Regions from separate parts of the Mus musculus genome. Here region 1 is linked to region 2. A link is a contact called in public Hi-C data. All regions are on one chromosome and are shown on one strand. The core of a region is the stretch at or near the end of the contact, and the rest is flanking DNA. Distances in the headings are between cores, read along the strand shown. Region 1 holds the start of 4933432I03Rik (RIKEN cDNA 4933432I03 gene). Region 2 has its middle 47 kb from the start of Gm41234.

Region 1 (4,659 bases), core at 1,719-4,218, 280 kb before region 2:
AGACCCCTTTAGCTCCTTGGATACTTTCTCTAGCTCCTCCACTGGGGGCCCTGTGATCCATCCAATAGCTGACTGTGAGCTTCCACTTCTGTGTTTGCTAAGCCCCGGCATAGTCTCACAAGAGACGGGTATATCAGGGTCCTTTCAGCAAAATCTTGCTAGTGTATGCAATGGTGTCAGCGTTTGGAGGCTGATTATGGGATGGATCCCTGGGTATGGCAGTCTCTAGATGGTCCATCCTTTTGTCTCAGAAGGTGGACTCCAGAAAATCAAATAACCCCATTAAAAATGGGGCTCAGAGCTAAACAAAGAATTCTCACTTGAGGAATACCGAGTGGCTGAGAAGCACTTGAAAAAATGTTCAGCATCCTTAATCATCAGGGAAATGCAAATCAAAACAACCCTGAGATTCCACCTCACACCAGTCAGAATGACTAAGATGAAAAATTCAGGTTACAGCAGAGGCTGGCGAGGATGTGGAGAAAGAAGAACACTCCTCCATTGTTGGTGGGATTGCAAGCTTGTACAACCACTCTGGAAATCAGTCTGGCGGTTCCTCAGAAAATTGGACATAGTTCTACCAGAGGATCCCGCAATACCTCTCCTGGGCATATATCCAAAAGATGTCCCAACCGGTAAGAAGGACACATGCTCCACTATATTCATAGCAGCCTTATTTATAATAGCCAGAAGCTGGAAAGAACCCAGATGCCCCTCAACAGAGGAATGGATACAGAAAATGTGGTACATTTACACAGTGGAGTACTACTCAGCTATTAAAAAGAATGAATTTCTGAAATTCCTAGGCAAATGGATAGACCTGGAGGGCACCATCCTAAGTGAGGTAACCCAATGACAAAAGAACTCAAATGGTATGTACTCACTGATAAGTGGATATTAGCCCAGAAACTTAGAATATCCAAGATAGATACAATTTGCAAAACACATGAAACTCAAGAAGGAAGACCAAAGTGTGGACACTTTGCCCCTTCTTAGAATTGGGAACAAAACACCCATGGAAGGAGTTACAGAGACACAGTTTGGAGGATGGCCATCCTTAAGAACACTCTGGGTAGGAGGTGTTGGGAAGGGTGTGGGACAAAGGAGAACTTGCACATGGTTTGTGGAAAGGCAAATTCATAAAGCCATCATAAAAACACGATCGAGGCAGTTTGAAAGCAGAATTACCGCATGATCTGCCAGACTCACTTGGGGGTTGATACCCAAAAGAAATAAAATCAGCCCATTAGAGCCATCGAACTCCCATGCTCACTGTATTCCTTTTCACAATGGCCAAGGGGCAGATACAACCTCTCAGTGATGAATGTGCAGAGAGAATGAAACATATACAGAGAGCATAGACTATGCCAGTCAGTCACTAAGGATTCGCTCCCTCCCAAAAGGGATCAAATGGATGTAGCTGGAGACCAGTGTGATCTGTGATATGAGAAAGACCCCGCCCGAATGACAAGTGCGGCATGCCCTTAGTATCTGTGGAGTGGTAAGAGTTGACCTCACAGGAATTGAAAGGGAAATGATTGTCAGAAGCTGGAGAGAGAGAGTAAGAGAGAGAAGCTATGGGGACAGGTTGATCAATGGGAAATAAATTAGTTAGGTAGGCGCAAAAAAAAAAAAAGTTCTGGCAGAAAAGAAAACAAACAACACCAATGAAAACCTCAAGAGAAAACCCAAGCAAACATACAAGCAAGCAAGAATGAGCAAACTGTCACAAGCACAAGCTCTGGTCTGCTGTTGAACAGTGAGGTATAGACAACAGCAATAGATTATACATTTCAAAAACCCAGAGAACGGATTTAACTGCTTTTACTGTAAGTATATGATGTTATTGGAAAGCCCTTTGTCAGTAAAATTCTTGCCATACAAGCATGAGGGCTTGGGTTTGGATCCCCAGCATCCCCATAAAAATCAGAGTATGGTGGTGCAGGCTTGTAGCCCCAGCCCTGGAGATGGAGACAGGAGGAGCCCCAGAGCTTGCTGGCCAGATCATCTAGCCAATCAGAAATGTACAGGCTCAGAGAGATCTTATCTCAAAAACTAAGGTGAAGGCCAACTGAGGTAAGACATCCAAAGTCAGTGTCTTGCCTCTATGTGCGCATGGACACCCATGCATGCCCCCCTACACACACATACACAAAAGAATCGATCAGTGCTTGAGTAGAGGGATATAGTTAATTAATTTCAACATTGTACATGTGTACTTATGCCAAAACATCACTATCCCATCACAATATGTGCCACTTAATGTTTTTATACAGTCATTATAAATCAACATGGTTAAACGTTTACAACTTTTGATAAACATCATTTCTTTGTTCTTTTAGAGTAAAATAGCAGCCAGAGCTCTTGTTTTCCAGAAAAAACACCATTACGTTGATCAGTCTCCTTGAACAAGGTAGTGTTGGTTGCAGCCCTGTGGGGACCCACAGAGTGGAACTGAAACTGCCTCCAGCCACTGCTGGTCACATCTTCAGAGATCTTCGCTGACTGGCGGCGCCATTGTAAGCCCCATGACTGACCTTGTTACAGAGCCACGTGGCTCAGAATCTCCAGGTTTTCTGATCCTTGGACGCTTTATTTCAGAGTGTGTTAGAGTCCTCCAGAGGAACAGAACTGGGCATATGTATGCATATATGCACGCGTGTGTGTGTATATGAGAGATGGGGTGGAGGGGGGGGGGGGAGAATGTGAGCGTATGTGGGGGAGTGGGAGGAAAGAATAGAGGGGGAGGGGCGTGTTATTTACTCATTACAGTGGTTGGTTCACAACACTGTGGAGGCTGACAGGCCCTGGGAGAAACAGTTGATAAATCGGAGACCCAGGGATCTCTTGGGTGCAGCCAGGAAGAATCTGAAGGCTAGAGAATACAGACTCAGTGCTGAAGCTCCAACCCAAACCCTGGCAAGACTGAGACCCAGGAAGGGCGGAGATTCTCTACCCTACCCTTACCCCCAAATCCCTTCTTGCTGCTCAAGCGCAATGTGGAGGAAGAACTACCATCTGTCCTAGAGTGCCTGCTTCTGACTGGGTAAGAGTTACTCATACTGGGGCGGGTGTTAGGCCACACTCAGTCCATCAATTGAAAAAAATCATGTGTTTAATTTTGTAGCAGTCTGAATTGCTGACCTGGGGCGGGGTGCTTGCTTTTCGGTTTCCTTTCTCTGACATCTTCTTTCCTGTGATACTATTGAGCAAAACCTGATGAGTCAACCTCTGTGTGACCCTGGTTTCAGTTCGCAGCAAGCAGCTGGTGTCTTAGAAGCTCAGCGGCAGGAACCGCCCGCACGCCTAGGTTTGTTCACTTGGGGCACAGTCTTTATGGAAGCCCTTTTGAAGATGGCGAAAGTACAGGGATTCAGGTTTCCCTAAGAGGACAGTGGTCACAGCCTGCTCCCTGGCTCTCTCTCCCTCTTCCTGTCATTGTCCTGGCTCTGTACTCCCCAGTCCTTATGGAAGAAAAGGAAACCAGATTTTAACAAAGGTGATAAAAATAAAGATGACCGAATCACTGCAGAGCTGATATTTTTATGTCAGTCACAATAGAAAGAATAAAGTGTAGTGTTCTTCATTTCCAGTGCAAATGAGTCATATGTTTGCACACGTGTGTGTGTGTGTGTGTGTGTGTGTGTGTGTGTGTGTGTGTTTGTGAGTGCATATGCAGGAAAATAAATTTAGTTAAAAGCATGAATTTACTTTGAATTAAGTTTTGCATTGTTAGAAGTCATGAGTCTGTGTTTGCTTTGCATACATATGTGTCCCTTCTGCATTCTTTACCGATTCATTAAAATTTGGGTGGAATTTTACAGGTTTGCAGAAAATAACTGAGTCTCCAGACTACAAAGTGAAGAATAGGGACCAATGAATGAATGCCTGGCTATAAAACCATCTGGGGTGCAGTCAGTTCGGCACAGTGTTTTGTGAGACCTGTTTGAGGATACTCAGACGTCTGATAATCCATCAGAATTATTATTCTACCTTCAAGAAAGGTACTGTGGGTGGCTCTCTCAGGGGCATGCAATAGTGTGGTGTTGAGTCCTAGTTAACTATGGATGGTTGAGGGATTATCTGCAGACTGAGTCCTAGTTAACTATCAATGGTTAAAGGATTATCTGCAGCTGGATACTTGATAAAAAGAGAATAAAACGGACTTTTGCTTATTTAAAAACAAATTTACCCTCTAAATAGTCTATGCAGCAATGCTTTTTGTACTGGAAGCAGGCAGAATAGAAGTAAGGCGTGTTATGATAATTTGAGCTGTATGTAAACTTACAATGGTAGTGTAGCTCATGCGGAATATTGGTAGGGATCCTCAAAGGAAGGTCAGGGTTCATCCTTTTGACATTGCCACATCACATCGTCAACTTTTTAAAAAGTCAAGTCCTTTTCCTTCACCAAAAGTTTCTTCATTGAGTTTCAAGGAAATTTCTTGTACTGTTTATAGATTTAGTTTGTCATCTATTTCTCTCTGCACACATGAGCGAGATTGTATGGCTAGGTGCTCATCCTCCTCAACTCTACAGTTGAGTCTGTTCAGTATCCTGATAGGATTGGATGGCTTCATGGTCTAATCACTTCACTGTGTCCATTCTGCTATTTAGTTCTTTAAATGAATTTCCTGCTTTGGTGATGCCAATGTTCCCT
Region 2 (5,032 bases), core at 539-3,038:
CATTAGAAGTGTAATTGAGGAAAATACATAATAAATAAATAAAAAAAAAGACCCCCCCCAAAAAAGAAAGTAGCCTTGACCAATTTAAAAGACATAAATTTCTAGCTTGAACACACCAGTGCCAGTCAGAAAAAATCCTTTCCAGAACCAGGCACACACTGGTAAAGACTCAGTGTACTTTGGGGCAGGTGGTCTTCATTTATATACAAGGAATTTCCCAGTTAAGCAGGATCATAGCTTCCACAGAATTACTTGTCTCTTTCTTGCTCAGTGTTTTCCACTTTTTTCCAATTCTTATGGATGGACTCAGGTCATTAACATCTAACAAGATGCCTTTGGCAGGGAGACCAGGACAGCTCGAGAAAGTCTTTTCTCAGGAGGACAAATGATACACATTTATCCTTTTGATGAGGAAAGAGATAGACACTCCAATTCTGTTTGTCTTCCTCCATTTGATTAAGGAGAAAATGACTCCAAATCTCAACTCCAAGATATCAGATGTTCCAAAGTATGTTATAACTATATGAAGCACCACCATGATGACAAATACAATGGATCTCCTTGCCTCTGACTTTATTAAGTCAGTGTTATGACATGCTCAGACAAACTATAAATTAGCCATCTTTGCCATCAAATCAAATTCCACTTCTCTGTGTAGTTATCCATGATGCAGAAAAAGAGGCTGAAGTAGTATTGCCTGGGCAGTATTTATTACTAAAGAATCCAGATGAACCAAACTGCTGACAGGTATTTTAGGCTGAGGCTGATGCCCTAGGCTCAATTTCAAGTCTATAGCTTTCTGCTGCGACCTGTATGTGCATATGTATCAAGGCAGAACACTAGTTCTTCTGTGAGATGCCTCATATCTTGAGCATCCCTGACTCACCGGTTGGTGCTGAAACTTCTGTCAAATCCTGATTGAAGCTGCTATAAGCCACACATTTCCAGATGCAGTTCTCCCTTGAAGTGTATGGTAAAACTTTCAGAGATTTACAAAACTACGCCTGAGCCAGGAGTTGTCATCCATTCCAGAGACTGACTAACAAGACCATCCAATGGCATTTCCACAAAACTTGATGTTCAGTAGAGGAAAATTCATGTAGAAGGCCATAGCATTAAGGTGACATTTAAAAAAAAAAGTTTATATAACAAAGAGTTATTGCAGTCTTCTGTGATAGGACTACGACGCTGTGGGTATTGGATGGACAAAATATGACAGAAATCACTTCCCTGGAGAGTGTGCCATCCTGGAAGAGTCTCTGACTTTAGGTTAAAGTCTAACTTCTTTTCATAGGACATGTGGAGCCTGAAGCAAAGCACCTTGGGATCACAAGGCCTGATTAATGGCCTCAGCTGATTTCAAAATGACTGACATCTTTCTTGATATATATTTCATGAAACATATCCAGGTCTGATTACCAAGATGAGGATTCTAGTCATAGTAAACTAGTTACACTTCCATGAGCGTCATACTCTTTTGCTTCTGGAACTGTGAAATTGCTTTGAGTACTATTTTGAACTCACGTATCCAATCCTTTTCCCCTAATAGGAGTATTCATTTCCTGGGCTGCTTACTGTCTCAGGTGTCAATGCTTGGTGAGGCTTTTCCCAGTTCTCAAGTCTGTTGTGTCTGTTCCAAATGCCCCCACAGCACTTTTTTTTCTCGCCATGGTTATCATACAAAACTCATCCCTTGTAATTTCCTGTTTCCTTCAAGTTTATGTTGCTTGAAAAACTGTAGCTCATTAGGGGAAGTGGTTCTATAATGTTGTCATTATCTCTCCAGACTCTGGCTCAGTGCCCAGGTTCAGAAAGGAGCTTAGAAATATTTTTAGACTATGAGAGTATTTGTCAACATCTGGGAATAGCAACTTTCAATGAAGCAAGTGGAACTTAGAAAAGTGTATTCTACAGACTCATTCTGATGCAAGCATGTGTTGTCTATTATCTCTGCCTGTCAATTGATTTATCAAGCTATCATCTATCCATCTATGTATCTATGTATTTTCTTTCTTTCTTTCTTTCTTTCTTTCTTTCTTTCTTTCTTTCTTTCTTTCTATCCTCTATCCTCTGTATAATCTATCCAATATCTATCTATTATCTATGTAATAGATATCAATTACATGACTACCTCTAACATTGACTTGCTTACCAAATGTCATCTATCTACTACTGAACTTAAAAGGCACAAAGTTATTTAAGGGACATTTGAGGATTTGTTCCATATAAATCTGCCACTCTGACAAAGTCTATTTTCCTAAATGCAGCTTCAAGAATGTATATCCATTCCAATGACTCTTAGAGAAAATTAACAGTGTTCTCTGGATATTAAAACCATCTCTGGGACTAACTGGTGACCTGGGACAGGGGACACTCCTGGGAGTCTATGGAGTGATCCTAGCTGAGGCGCTTAACAGCTGGGGATATGGAGACTGAAGTGGCCACCACCTGTAGCCAGACTGAAATTCTAGTGGAGGGAGGGGCACATTAACCCATTCATAAAACTGTTGGCTCCCCCCCAAAGAAAATGAAAATAAAGAAATGTACATATCAGACAATTTAATTATATGTAAAATACAGTATTTGGTCTAAAAAAAGCAACTTTGACCCCAAATTTGCCCTGCTTACAAGATGCAAAAGGACAAAGATGAAGCAGAGACTGAGGAACAGGCTAACCAATGGCTGGCCCAACCTGAGAGCCATCCCATGACAAAGAGCCAATCCATGATATTGTTTATGCTACTCTTCTATGCTTGAATATAAGAATCTAGCATAACTGTCATCAAGAGGCTTCATCCAACAGAGTATGGAAACAGATGTAGAGATCTACAGCCAAATATCAGGTAGAGCTCAAGGAGACTTGTGGTAGAGTGGAGGATAGCATTGGGCAAGCCAGAGCAGAGCGGTCAAGGACTCTACAAGAAGACTCACAGAGTCAACTAACCTATGCCCATGGGGGTTCACAGGGACTGAACCACCAACTAAAGAGCATGCACAGGCTGGACCTAAGCCCCTTACACATTTGTGACAGATGTGCAGCTTGGTTTTCATGTGGGTCCCCTAACACACTTAGTTGCCTGCCATTGGATCAACTTTCCCTGCCTGCTTGGTTCTCAGTGGCAGAGGCTATGCTTAGTCCTACTGCAAATTGATGTCCCAGGGCAGGCAGGTACCCAAGGGGTTGGGGGTTCCCCTCTTCTGAGGAAAAGTGGAGGAGGTAATGGGTTGGGAAGATTTGTGGGGGTGGGACTTGGTAGAGTAGGGAGGGGGAAGCAACCAGGATGTAAAGCGAATATATAAATAAATAAACACACACACACTGTATATATAATTGGAAAGTGTTTTGACCAATATAATGTGGCAACAAAGATACAATTTCATTACAGTGTGTGATCTGAATACGAGGATTTCCCATCATCTTTCTCCCTGCCATCTCTGTATCTGTTTGTCATTTTCCTTATTTTCTGTTCTTCTCTCTGTTTCATGGCACATGTTTAGAATATAAACACAATAGTGGTGTGGAATCCCACACCAGTGTTGGAGCCATCTGTAGGGGCTCTGGCTAGTAAGTCTACCTCTGGCATCATCGGACAGGTAGAATCCAGTGTGGAACCTGTGAGCGGACAAGGGCGTAGATGACTCTGTGTGTTACCTTTAAGTCTTCCAGCTAAGGCCTTTGACATAAAGGAGCAGAGATAAGTCATCCTTCAATACACTGTGAGCTTCCAACTCACTGAAATGATAAAAAATAACAAGCGACTATTATTTTAAACATTAAACTTGTGGGCTGAGTGGATGGCTTCATTGCAAGCATGAGGGCCTGCTTTGTAATCCCAGTGCTCAGTGGGAAAATACAGGATGATCCCCGTGGCTCAGTGGCTGTCTAGCCAAGACTTCTTGGCAAGTTCCAGGGCATTAAGAGATCCTGTCTCAAAATTTAAAATGCGGAACAGCACCCAAGGTTGTTTTCTAGTCTCCACATATGTAAATGCACACATTGTGAACACATAAACCTCCTACATATATACACATGAACACTACTAAATTAACATGATGCTCATGAAATAGGTCGCAATACATTCCACAAAGTAATTCTCTTGTCTGTCATGTTTATGATGGATTGGTTTCTTTCTGTACTCAGAATAAGCTTCTTTACAAACCTGTATAAAAGAGAAGAAAATCTCAGGACCATATATATGTCTCTCTGGCTAAGAGCACTTGCTGCTCTTCCAGAGGACCTGAGTTTGAGTTCCAGCACCCATGTCAGGTGTTCATAATCATAAGTAACTCCAGATTCAGGGGATGCAATGCCTCTTGCATTCACATGCAAATACACATGCACGTGCATACACACACACACACACACACACACACACACACACACTTTACAAATACTTTAAAATAATACAAATAAATCCTTAAAAAGGAAGGATGGGAGATTAAAAGTATTTTTAGATGTTTATTTTATTTATTTTAGTCTACATATGTGAGTGTTCTGCCTGAATATACTACATGCATATTTGGTTACAACGGATGTCAAAAGAGGGAATCCAGTCCTCTGGCACTGAAGTTACAGATGCTTGTGGACCACCAAGTGGGTTGGGTGGATGCTGGGAACAGAACATAGGTTTCCTGTAAGAGCAACAAGTACCAAGTCTTAACTACTGAGTCCTTTCTCTAGTCCCCAAAATGACAATGTAAAAGTTGAGGACACTAGAAAAATGGTTTAAAAAAAACATGAGGAGATGAGACTAGCTGAAATGCCCAAACAAAGGGGAGGGAGAACCTGTAAAGACCATATCCAGAGACGAGGCAAGGCCCCCAGATGGGAGATGGGGCCGTTCACTCATCTTGAAATTCTTAACCCAGAAGAGCTCCTGTCTAAAGAAAATACGGGGACAAAGTATGGAGCAGAGGCTGAAAGAAAGGCCATCCAGAGACTGTCCCACCTGGGGAATCCATCCCATATACAGACTCTAAATCAAGACACTACTGCTGATGCCAAGAAGTGCTTGCTGATGGAAGCCTGTTA

What was found. A called contact is a pair of places that touch in the nucleus more often than the background predicts.
Region 1: a contact with region 2 is called in a Hi-C map of bone marrow-derived macrophages, with 3 times the contacts expected there. The contact joins the promoter of 4933432I03Rik here to the enhancer-like site in region 2. A contact is called at or near these places in 1 of 39 promoter capture datasets (pre-B cells), 1 of 484 Hi-C or Micro-C datasets (bone marrow-derived macrophages), 1 of 115 datasets of contacts at active chromatin or transcription factors (acute myeloid leukemia) and 1 of 9 other capture datasets (liver).

What each region holds. Positions count from the first base shown.
Region 1 is chr14:103,032,112-103,036,770 of GRCm38.p6, reverse strand. 4933432I03Rik (RIKEN cDNA 4933432I03 gene) reads left to right here and starts at 2,968. Exons shown (of 3, transcript NR_045657.1): 1 at 2,968-3,046; 2 at 3,825-4,004.
Region 2 is chr14:102,745,592-102,750,623 of GRCm38.p6, reverse strand. No RefSeq gene overlaps it. Among named protein-coding and RNA genes, the nearest start is that of Gm41234, 47 kb to the left of the region's middle. Within about 2 kb of position 1,788, at least 18 of the 459 cell types and tissues checked have an H3K27ac peak or open chromatin away from gene starts, as enhancers often do. A contact at or near this core is called in bone marrow-derived macrophages, where this site is marked.